2 separate regions of the Zea mays genome follow, and region 1 is linked to region 2. A link is a contact called in public Hi-C data. All regions are on one chromosome and are shown on one strand. Each heading gives the region's core, a stretch centred on a gene start, on an enhancer-like site or on the middle of the called end of the contact. The rest is flanking DNA. Distances are from core to core; before and after follow the strand shown. Region 1 holds the start of LOC100192681 (putative RING zinc finger domain superfamily protein). Region 2 holds the start of LOC100285865 (60S ribosomal protein L18a).

The links. Hi-C and Micro-C count contacts between places; a contact is called where the count stands out from the background.
Region 1: a contact with region 2 is called in a Hi-C map of ear, with 2.5 times the contacts expected there. The contact joins the promoter of LOC100192681 here to the promoter of LOC100285865 in region 2. A contact is called at or near these places in 2 of 25 Hi-C or Micro-C datasets (ear and seedling).

Annotation. Positions count from the first base shown.
Region 1 is chr8:153,350,678-153,356,568 of Zm-B73-REFERENCE-NAM-5.0, reverse strand. LOC100192681 (putative RING zinc finger domain superfamily protein) reads left to right here and starts at 3,583. Exons shown (of 6, transcript NM_001137887.2): 1 at 3,583-3,762.
Region 2 is chr8:153,123,786-153,130,156 of Zm-B73-REFERENCE-NAM-5.0, reverse strand. It overlaps LOC100285865 (60S ribosomal protein L18a), which reads left to right and starts at 2,652. Exons shown (of 4, transcript NM_001158755.2): 1 at 2,652-2,707; 2 at 2,798-2,913; 3 at 3,028-3,091; 4 at 3,642-4,172. The coding sequence starts at 2,693. The coding sequence ends at 3,983. LOC103636150 (a long non-coding RNA gene) reads right to left here. Exons shown (of 3, transcript XR_557814.3): 2 at 6,100-6,371; 3 at 4,032-5,083.

The DNA of each region.
Region 1 (5,891 bases), core at 2,334-4,833, 230 kb before region 2:
CCACGAGAAAAATCACCGTGTCTTGTGTGCTTATTTGCTTGTGATTTTCTCCCTCTTCCTAAGTCTCTCAAATTCACTTGTAATATTGCTCTTAATCTATTATTTATCTTGAAAGAGCAATCGATTGAAGAGGACTTTCTTTCTACTCAAACTTGATTTTGGCTTATACTAACTTCATTTTTAGACCAAGTTTGTGCTTTTAGAAGAACTGTACTACCGTTACAAGGATCAACCATTTGTAACACTACACCTATAGTATCTACTTCGTAGAGAGCTCCAAAAGGTTTAAAGAAATAAATCTTTTCTCATTCATTACATGAATATGGTTTGTTGTCTACAGTAATCATAAAGACTTTGTTGTCAATATAAAAAGGATAGCTTATTGTGAGCATGTAGTTTACTTTGTCATCTGTTATTTTACATGTTTCAATACATGTGTATCTTTGCCATCGTTTTGAATTGATTGTAGATATTCTTAACCACCCTTCTCCCCTTTGATACCTTTGGAAGGAAGAAGGGCGAAACTAAATAATCATGTTGTCCAGTTGTTTTTTCTTATGAGATAACTCTATAAATAGATGAATAGTGTTACCGTTACATGGATCAACCATTTGTAACACTATGCATGTAGTATCTACTTCCTAGAGAGCTCCTAAAGGTATAAATAAATGAATCTTTTCTCATTCGTTACATGAATATGGTTTGTTGTTTACAGTAATCATAAATACTTCATTGTCAATATAAATGGACAAAGCTTATTGTGAGCATGTAGTTTACTTCGTCATCTGTAATTTTACATGTTTCAATACATGAGTATCTTTGCCATCATTTTGAATTGATTGCAGATATTTTCTTAACCACCCTTCTCCCCTTTGATACTTTGGAAGGAATAAGGGTGAGCCTAAATAATCATGTTGTCCAGTTGTGTTTTCTCATGAGATATCGATAGGCCCACTACACAAATAATATAATGGAACCGATTATGAGAAAGAAAATCTCGAAGTTGAGAAGGCTTTTTTAATTTTAATTTTAATTAATTCTTAGTTATGGTTGATATTGCAATTAGTTTATTAAAAGTATATTTGAAGAACTCGAATAATTCAAAAGTATAGTTGGGTGTCTATGAGCTCCACAACCTTGAGGTCCTTGGATTCTATTGAACTAAAAGACCATTATAATAAATTGGCTAACAATTTCTCTTCTAATAGCTCATGTTATATTGATTGAAATAATCTAAGTAAAGAGCTTAGTATTGTGCAATTGCCTTTATCAGATGAAACAATATCCGCCATGGAGTTTTTTTAGTATGTTATTAGAGAAATGAATTGTTGTGTTAATATTTATATTTCTTATTAGATCTTATTTACTATGTCAGTGTGACATCAACTAAAACAAGTTTTTAAGTTGAAGTTGATGATTATTTAAAGTCAAAAATATTTCAAGAAAAGTTAAATACTTTCGCTACTTTATGCATCGAAAAGATATTATCTATTATTAGACAAGATTGATGTTGGCAATGTCATCAATGGCTTTGCATCTACACAAGTTAGAAGAAATTTATGAGGTAATACCATGATACATACTTATCACTTAATATAAATATTTTTGTGGATGCACCTTGATTGTTTATCGCCAACATATATTATATTATAATATTAACATTAATTAGAAGGATCATGTCCCTAAAAGCTTAAGATTATCGCTGGCCCCTGGTCAGGGACAGAACAATCATGTTGATTATGTTCTTCCTTCACACCGCATAAATAAATAGAGAACAAGACCGATATAGAGAGTTTTGATCTCTCTACTCGAAAGTGAAGAGAACACCATCACCTCTACTCCACTAGAGCCACCAGTGACCGTCGAAATCATTCTTTCTATGACCTTTTCTAATCCTAAAGATTTATTTTTAGTAGCTTGGATTACAAAATAAGGTCCTATAATGGAATAGAGTAGCTTCTAAAACAAGCACCCTAAATATGTTTATCAGATGACAATATAAGTGATAATAGACTCTAAATTTTACATTATAAAATTTAAGGATAGAATCGTATTAGAATCGAGTTTTATTTCTATTAAGTTTTGAACTATAATTAATTAAAAACTCAAATAAATTATGAAGAAACATTTAGATCATGATCTATTAATACATCTAGATGGCAGCGACTAATAGTGGGAAAAACGAAATTGCAACAGCCAACAAGGCACATGAAAGATGCTATATACAGTCCCATGGCACATAAGATCACACGCAGAAACAAAGAGATTGGGCAATTGGCGTCACACGCTCTGTCGCTCTTGTGTCAATTCTTTCCATTCGCCTCTCTCTATTGTAAAAGGAAAAAAAAAACAGCAGACGGATAAAAAGGGGCTCGCAAATGCTATATCCCAAAAAAACGATACGCACCAGAGCCTCTTGCTCCTCGTTAGGGATGGCAATGGGTCGGGTTCGGATCGGGTATGGTAAATATCCGCCCGCGACAATACCCGCGGGCATTACTCATACCCGCCCGCGACTATACCCGCGGGTAGGATTTTGTACCCGTGCCCGTACCCATCGGGTATCGGGCGGGTATCGGATACCCGTGGATATAATTACAATCCACACAAATAAAACACATGATTCACAAACAAATGACAAGGTAGAAAAAACAAAACATAATTAATCTAATTACTGTTACAGAAGCAAACAAAAAACACATGGTTAGCTTTGCTCAGTACCTGTGCTCGGCTTGATGCCTACTACAGTACTGGCTGGGCAGGACGCCGCCCGACCCACCTCCTTGAGCTTCTCGCTCAGCTTCACGTTCCTGCTCTGCATGATGACCGAGCCATCGACGAGAGAGGACCGTCCTAGGCCTTCTGCACCAACAAGGAGACACAGCGGCGGCGGGTGGCGTCCACGGCCACCGGCACCGTGGCCAGCACAACGCGCCCCAGGAAGCCCAAGCGGTGGAGGGACAAGGAAGCAGCAGCACAGGAGCGACGAGCATGGATGTGGCGAGTTATTGCGCGGCCGAGGGGGAGGGGGACATTGCGATTGCCGCCATGGTTGCTTTCCTTCTTTCTTCCTTGATTTCGACGGAGGATGCCTTATGCCTACTGCAGTACTGGCTGGGGCAGGACGCCAGGGATGCAGGGTCGCTCTCGCTCGTCTTGATGCCTACTGCTGGCGGCCGGGTGGGACTTGGTCACTTGGAGCCTAGGGTTAGCCCAGCCGATCACAAGTTGGGCCTGCAATTGGGCCACAGTTGGCTACTTCTCTCCTGTCTACATATTTTCGGATATCCGCGGGTACCCGCGGGTAAAATACAATATCCGAACCCGATCCGATGTTACCTCGGGTCGGGTATGGGTAAAACCCGTGAGTAAAATATTGTACCCGAAACCGAACCCAACGGGTCGGATATCCGCGGATATCCGAACCCACGGGTAATATTGCCATCCGTCCTCTCTCCTCTTTCTCCCCTTTCGCCTCTCTCTTCTTCTACCACCACTCTTCTGCTCGCTAAAAAAAGCTTCTCGAGCTTATAAATACGTTCCCCTTCCCCCCGGCGCCAAGTTCCTCCCCCCGATCCGCTTCCCCCTTCCACCCGCCGATCGCCCTCCGCTCGCTCCACCGCGGCGGGCGATCGCTCATCTCCCCCTAACCTCCCCCGCTCGCGATTCCCGAGGCGAGGTGCCACCCACCGCAGATTTCTTCCGACGGACGGTTGGCTCGCTCACCCCCTACTTCGCTGATCGGATCGCGTGCTGCCCGAGGTGACTACCTGCGACCTCCCCACAGTTTCTCCCGGTATTTCTAACCCGCGATTCGCTCGGGCTAGCTCGATTGCCTTTGTGTGGCCGCGAAGGTATGTGTCTACTTGGGCGCCGGCCATTCATGCGCCAGTGGGCGGAGTGCGGGCGAAGGAATTTGATTCGCGGGAGCGTGCGATTTGAGTTCCCCGTCCGGCACTGCGTGCGAATTTCGTCGGTAATTGGATGAGGGACCTGGGACTGCAAGAGTATAACTGTGCGTATAAGGATACCGCAGTATGGGCATATGATTAATTCAGCTCGGGATTATGGACGGTCGTTTAGTTTCCATGTCTGGTTAGTGGCTAAACTTCAGAGAGGTGTTGGATTCGCCTAAATCGCTCTGCGTTATGTGCATGCACGTTGTGATGGCGTGGAGAACTTTGCTAGGCTAACTAGCATTATTTTGCTGCTTTTGGTAAGTCATCTCGAGGGGCTAGGAGATGCATCTGTCACGCTTGGGGTGTGCGATTATTGTGCAGATATACCATTTTATTGTGCATTTGTGTGCTATTTAAAATAGAAGTGCGCGTGGGTGTGATTATTGCAGAGAATGGGAAAGGAAAGAGTAAATTCCACCGAGCTACCACATTTATGTCCTAAAATCTTCACACAACTTCTGGTCAGTTTTGTAGAACCACTACCACTTTGCCTCCCTTCTCAGAATCTACCACATTTTCTTCCTACAATATTATGATTGCCTGGCTCACTCGTCAGCATCACATAGTGCAAAACTGAGTTAACAAAAGTAGTGGTAAAAATGTGATACTGATGAGTGGCCGCAGGTGTTCATGATAACCTAGGAGGCAAAGAGGTGGCATGTTTGTTTAGAAAGGTGCCCAAAGTGGTGGTAGTTTCTGAAATGGCACTAGAAGTTGTAGTTTTGTGACACGGATAAGAATGTGGTTGTTTTGTGAAATTTACTCAATGAGAAATGTGGGGCTCATGTTAGTTTGAGCCGAGTATGCCGAGCTTATTATGAGTTTGTTGGAGTTGAACTTTCCTTGGTTAAGATACCAATGATAAACATAATGGGGACTACTTTCCAGCAAATTTTGGTGTGGTTTGGGATGTTGAAGTTGTGAAGTTGTGCGGTGGGTACCTCATAGCTGTTTGGTTGGTATTTAGGAAATCAGAAATTTTGGTGTGGTTTGGGATGTTGAAGTTGTGAAGTTGTGCGGTGGGTATCTCATAGCTGTTTGGTTGGTATTTAGGAAACCAGATGACTTTTGGCAAGTGAACTTTACACTTTTTGTTTCATGACTAAAAGCTACAGCTAGTGGATTGGAGAGATGATTCTTAATTCTTCTAGGATGATGCTGATATAGTGATATCCTGAGTTACTTTTTGTTCACAGATGCTAATGTGTACACTATTTCTTGTGGATTGAGTTCCTTATGGACACTTTCAATGCAGTTTAGTTGGTCATAGAGATGTTCAAGTACATTTTTTGGTTGCAACTTTGGATGGCCATTTCTCTTTTAAGTGATTTGGTAGTGCATCCGTTTGTTTGATGTTTATATGAGCAATTTCATTTGTACTTTTCGACCATTGATTCTGTGACACTCTGGTTGATATACATATGTTTAATTGACTAATTATTTTTGCATAGTGGAATGATTTAGGGATAAATAAGCGTAAAGTACTAAATTATTTATTTTCAACAAATCACTGGCCCTCTTTGGCACTAGAAATTGCAATATTTGCAGCTACTCTTCCATAGGATGATATGTCCAACAATAGATTGGTTAATAGGATATTATAACAACTACACTGTTTTCCATGCCCTCATCAGTGTTGGTATGCTCATTGCCTCATTATACCACACATGAGCTACCAACAAAAGCAAAAAAAAAGTGAAATGTGCTTAAAAATATGTAAAAAAAAAGGAAAGAATGGTAGTAATATCACTAGGTGTTCTAAAACTGGGTTCATGGTTTTGGCGCGTGGATTGATGATTTCCATGTGGTTATACCCCTGGACAATTCTCTAGGTATACAAACTACCCCAACCAGTAATGCGCAGAAGTTTTTCTTCAATTGGTGTTATCCCTAGCCTATCCGCATATCAATGTTTCTAACTTGGTCCTCTCA
Region 2 (6,371 bases), core at 1,403-3,902:
TCAGGCAGGAAACAAATCAAGTAGCGTCCTTGTTTGACTTCAGCAACCTGATGTAAACACTTGTTTGACTTGTCAACAAACCAAGATCACATGTTTGACATCAAATAAAGGTCATTTCTTAAAAGCAACTTGACAGTATGCATTATTACCAGCTTGTTTGACAGTAAATATTTATCTACATGCATGAAAAGCATGGGACTGAATTGTCCAAAAAGTCTAAAACGGTAAAAAACTAGCTTGTGAAAAAGCTTAAGGTCTCGTTTGTTTCGGCTTGAACCAACCGTTCCATGTCTCTTTCCAGGTGGAAAAATTATCTAGTTTGGAATCTGGCCTGAGCTGTTCGTTTCAACCCGAAATAAAAACGAAAGCGGCCCGATTTGAAGTTTCCCCTTCCTCCACGGCCCGGTTCGAATCCTGACCCCTTACCATCTAGATCAAATCCTGGGCTAGATTGAGTGGTCCACTGTTTCCTGGCCTAGAACCGTTTCTGTCCTGGAAGCCTTCCCAGGCAATCGAACGAGGTCTAAGTTGTGCCAAACATGACAATGTGTGTCGCTTGGCGTAGCAACGTGTATCGAATACAACTAGCTAAGTGCCCGTGTGTTGCGACGGTATCTGTACACTTAAGATAGACCTTACTCAAATGGAATTAATGTTATCTGACTACGCGGGTGCAACACTGGTGTACGAGTATAAATGTCTAAATAAACTAGGCTTGATGAGTGGCATGTGGCCCGACAAAGTTTTGGTCGGCCCGAGCACGACATAACTTGGCTCTATTTTATTATTTCGTTGTTTTTCTATAAAATCTCTATATTAAATTTGAATATAGAGTATAAATCATAAAAACATGTGTTCTAGTGACTATGTGGATGTGAACGTGGGTTTAGAGCAACAATTGTGCATAATTTTTCTTATTTTTACCATTTGAACCCCACATCCGTATGAAAAGTTGTAGATGAGTCCGAGAATTTATCCATATTGCCAGTACATGGCTACGGTTGTTTCTATATATCATGTGTGATTATATTTTAAATTTTCTAATTATTAGTTCATATATTAACGATATCGACCTCTCTTAATTTTATTGCAATTATACAAGTGTTGCTATGGTAGAGGGCATTGGTTCGATCTCTACTCTCACTTAATATTTTTGTTGCATGTCTTGAATTTTGATGTAGACGCAAACACGCGTGGGGAGGCCTAGGATGCTCGCGCGGGAGTGCATTGACGCACGAAGAAATCGACAAATCTCATGTATTATATAATAGTAAAGATAAATATTTTTCTGTTAAGGAGCGGCGATCGTAGAACCAGCGGCTAGCAGGGCTGTTACGCCCCGCATGGGTAGGGGCGGGCGCGATATCGAGGGAAAGGGCATGCATGGTTGGATGACATGGGGCGATAGAACGGACGCTGCAGATGTGTGGATGGCAGAACGTTGAGTTCATTCCAAAAGATATAAGGGATTTTTTTTTGCAAAAAAACGACACGTGACGACCGTTGAAACTGATGCTTTAATATAGTAGAGATAGAGACAGAGAATTTAGGCTAGTTTCATTACGCAGATATGCTTAAATATAAAGCATGGGTACCCTTAGTATATACTACCTCCATTTTTTATTTGACGTTGGATAGTTTAATTTTATACTAACGACGACAAATAAAAAAATCGGAGGGAGTATATCCTTACCAGCTATTTTATTTATGGATTTTGTAGAAAAGATAAACTATTCTTAATTAATTTTGTATAAAAACATTTAAATAGGCAAAAAAATTATAAACACAAATACTGAGATATATGTATGGGATCTAAGAGAATATGTTTCCAAGTCTAATACTTATTTTTCATGAATTAAATCAATATACTCACTACCACAACCAACTTTCAGTAACTATTATTTATTACTTCCGCCCCGAAAGAATGTCGTTTGATTTTTTTAGAACAAGTTTGACCAGTTTGTCTTATTCAAAATATTTGTAAAAATATAGAAAAATTAGTTTGTAGTTATAGTAAATGATATGATAAAATAAACCAGAATGAAAATAAACAATAATTATAATTTTCTTGAATAAAATGAGCCGTTCAAACTTGCTTTTAGAAAAGTCAAACGACATTCTTTTTGAAGATGTAGTAACAACTTAATTATTAAGTAAAGAATCTAAATGAGAGACATAGATAGATTATAGTCCTCTAAGCTGAAGAATGCATATTTACGTATGTTATAATTGATATTGCTAAAAATATATCACGACTAATTTACCAAATACCGTGTCTATGAAGATAACAATATTATTAATAACTATAGCAAAAAAAAAACAATAGCACAACAGTTGACCTTTTGAAAAACTATACATCAAAGCTATAAAAAGCTATTGGTGCATCAGGAGTTATGAAACACTTAGGCCTCCTTTGGAATTGTAGGGAATTTCAACAAAAACTAGTTCATTTTTATAAAAAAAATGCAGAAAATAGGGGAAAATGCATTCCAAAGGGAGCTTTAACCGCTTTCACGAAAGAAGGAAAGCCCAGTCATAATTTGTGCAACAAATGGGCCATTACGGCGAGAATTACGGCCCATTAGGGTTCACTTCCAAACTCGGCATCTATAAACACTTCTCTCACGCCCCGCCGCCGCCTCCGCTCGCCACCGTCGTCTAAGTTAGGCTAGGGTTCGACCAGCTAGCGGAAATGGTGGCCTTCAGGGTGAGTCTTCTCTCGCTTCGTCTCTCGGACTTCGGTGATTAGAATTTGATCCATGGGTTTGATTCGCTGCCTGCTCTCGCACGTGTGCAGTTCCATCAGTACCAGGTGGTGGGGCGCGCGCTGCCGACGCCCGGCGATGAGCACCCCAAGATCTACCGCATGAAGCTCTGGGCCACCAACGAGGTCCGCGCCAAGAGCAAGTTCTGGTGAGCGCCGCCATCTATATGTGCGATTCCTTCAGGTTTCCTTGTTGAAGGATTATTTTCCCCCCATTTTCGATGCGGGTCGTCGATTAACGTACTGTTGTTGTGAGTGCGCAGGTACTTCTTGAGGAAGTTGAAGAAGGTTAAGAAGAGCAACGGCCAGGTCCTGGCCATCAACGAGGTACGTCTGTTTCTTCGATACTGCACTTCTTTTTAGCAGCACATCGAGCTGCTGCTACATGTGAACCTTGCCATCCCTGAGCTCTCTGCCGGTCGCCCAATCTCTGTGTCAATATCGACTTTTAATGTTACTAAGAGCGATTTCTATATGGAAATGAGTGTGAGGTTATTGAAGGCAGCTCATCGTCGCTGTTGTGCTGTTATATACTCTTTGCTGGGATTGGCAAACTAGTGGCATACCTTTTCACCAAATGTTTGGCCCGGTTGTGTTTTATGCAGCTCCAGCTAGTTGTGTACCGTGATACGATGCGAATAGTATTTCTGATCATTGCTTTATTCCTAAGAACAGTTTGTCTATTTGCGACAATCAGTTTAAAATTTTGTAGGGATATCAGAAAATGATTTCGTTTTCCTCAACTACTTCCAGCTTTGCTGTCTTCCTCGGTTGCTTATACCTGACCTCTGCCTGTCATAGTTCTGTACCGTTTTTTGTTCTCATTTGCAAGAATCATTTGTGTTCTTATCCGTACAAGTTCTGTATGCTGTATCAGATCTTTGAGCGTAACCCGACGACAATCAAGAACTACGGCATCTGGCTGCGCTACCAGAGCAGAACCGGCTACCACAACATGTACAAGGAGTACCGCGACACAACCCTGAATGGCGCTGTGGAGCAGATGTACAACGAGATGGCCTCTCGCCACCGCGTGAGGTCCCCCTGCATCCAGATCATCAAGACTGCGACGGTGCACTTCAAGCTCTGCAAGAGGGACAACACTAAGCAGTTCCACAACAGTGAGATCAAGTTCCCGCTCGTGCACCGCAAGGTCAGGCCGCCGACCAGGAAGCTGAGGACCACGTTCAAGGCTTCGAGGCCCAACCTGTTCATGTGATTTAGCTGTGGTCAGTGTATGCGATCATAAGAGTCACAAGTGTTTCTGTTTTTTTTTAAGTTTTGACTTCCTAATAGTAATACTTAATCGGTTTGATGATTCAACTCGTTTTGAAGCGAGCTTGGTGAACCAATCGACGTGTTGCGGGTTGTTCGCTCTCGGCATACTTGAAGTGGTAATGTTGATCTATTCGGATTCCTTACCTCAACTATAGCTTTTCCGTTACTGAATGAACAAACGGTACAGTCTCATGGAAAGAAGTTCCAAAAATCGTAAGGTCCATGGAGATCCAAAATTCCTCGAGGTGAGCGCTAGCTGATTCCACGGTAGATAAGCACAGGGCGCCGTTTAGTGAGAAATTTAATTTAAATTTTAAAATATATAAATTGGGAGAGATCCATGCACACTCACGAAAATTATTGCTAGCTAAATTCAGCTAAAAGCCCCCACGAGAAGTTTAAAACAAAAGTTACTCGAGGTGCTGTAGTACCACCGCATGTCTGGTGTAGGGATGAAATCGGTCGGAAAACACTAAAATCATTATCATTTTCATTTTTTATCGGAAACGGTAACTCCGAAAGAGAAACGATACGAAAAATACATCAGTATTGGTCGGAACCTAAAATACAATCGGTAACTATATCAATATGGAAATATCTCAATAAAAATTCACAATACAATAAAATTTACAAAGACCACAAGTTCACAATTCACAATATAACAAGTTGATCATTGAGATCATAAGTTCATAATATAACAAGTTGATCACACAGATCACAAGTTCACAATTCACAATATAACAAGTTGATCATTGAGATCATAAGTTCATAATATAACAAGTTGATCACACAGATCACAAGTTCACAATATAACAAGTTGACCACAAAGATCACAATATAACAAGTTGACCACAAAGATCACAAGTTCACAACATAAAAAGTTGATCACAAGTTCACAATATAACAAGTCCCAAGTTGGCAATAAGTACAGTAAGAAACATTCAAAGCATTCATGTCGCATTATCATCATCTAGGTCATCATCAACAAGCTTACAACGATGCCTCACGTCCATCATCATGATCATCATCTAGGTCTTCATCCTACATTTTGTTAAAGGAATATATGGTTAAATCATAGCTAATGTTTTATGCCAAAAATAGAATACAAAATAAAGGTAAATTAATCTCAAGTGAAAGATTTCTAGCAAGAGTCTCAAGTTCCTCCATTTCACAAACCATATTGGGAATAGCAACACTCTTTTAGCCTTGGAACATGGGAATACAAAGATCCATTAGTGCATTAGTAAAAATATAATGACTAATTAAATTGTAAATAAATATAAGTTACTTCTATATAACCTTTTCTTGCTCTAGTTATCCAATCTTTGGTGCAAACAAGTGCTTCTACCATGGTAGGGTCAAGGCGAGTACGAAATGGATCAAGTACACGATCACCAGCACTAAAAGCAGATTCTAAAGCTATCGTAGACACTTGCATAGCTAAGACATCACGAGCAAGCTGGCCCAAGATAGGATATTCTTCTTTGTGTGCTTTCCACCATGCTAATATGTCAAAAGTGTGATGATTACTTTTACCAACCTTGAATATTGGATCTGCCAAATATTTTTCTAAGTCACTTGTGTCAATACAATCATCATGACCATGACCTTGTCCATCAAATATGTAGCTATCAAGCTCATGTGACGTTGAGGGTGTAGTAGATGCATAACATTGATACATCTTTTTCATGACATCATTGAATTTATCCAGTTCACTTTGATATGTATATGGGTACACCTTCTTCAAGTAAAATTCTACAATTTTCCTCTTATATCTAGGATCAAGGACACTAGCCACGATAAGAGCAATATTTGACTTATTCCAGTACTTGTCAAACTTGACCATCATAGTGTTTGCCATGTTACTAATAGTGGAATGGATGCTATCACACCAATCAACAAGTAAAAACTTAATCTCACAAAACCCTCTAAAAGCAAGTTGGTAGTGGGATATAATGTACTGTAAAATAACGCAGTCAAGTCAAAGAATTTTCTCAAACATGGTAAGAGTCTTTGCCAAATCCCATTCTTCAAAGGAAGGTGCAATTTTCTCATACCTGTGACGTTCATATGACATAAGCCTTTCAAAGGCAGCCCTGTTATGTAGTGCATCCCTCAACATGCAATATGTTGAATTACACCTAGTAGCAACATCAATAGAGAGTCCAACCTTTGTGTCCACACCACATTCAGTAGCACATTTTTGAAACTCCTCCCATTGCAATGGATACCCCTTAACAGCTAGCACAAATGCTCTAATATTCTTAAAATTACTGCTAAACATCTGAAGTGGACTTCTTTGATTGCTTTTCCTTTGAAGAATCATCCC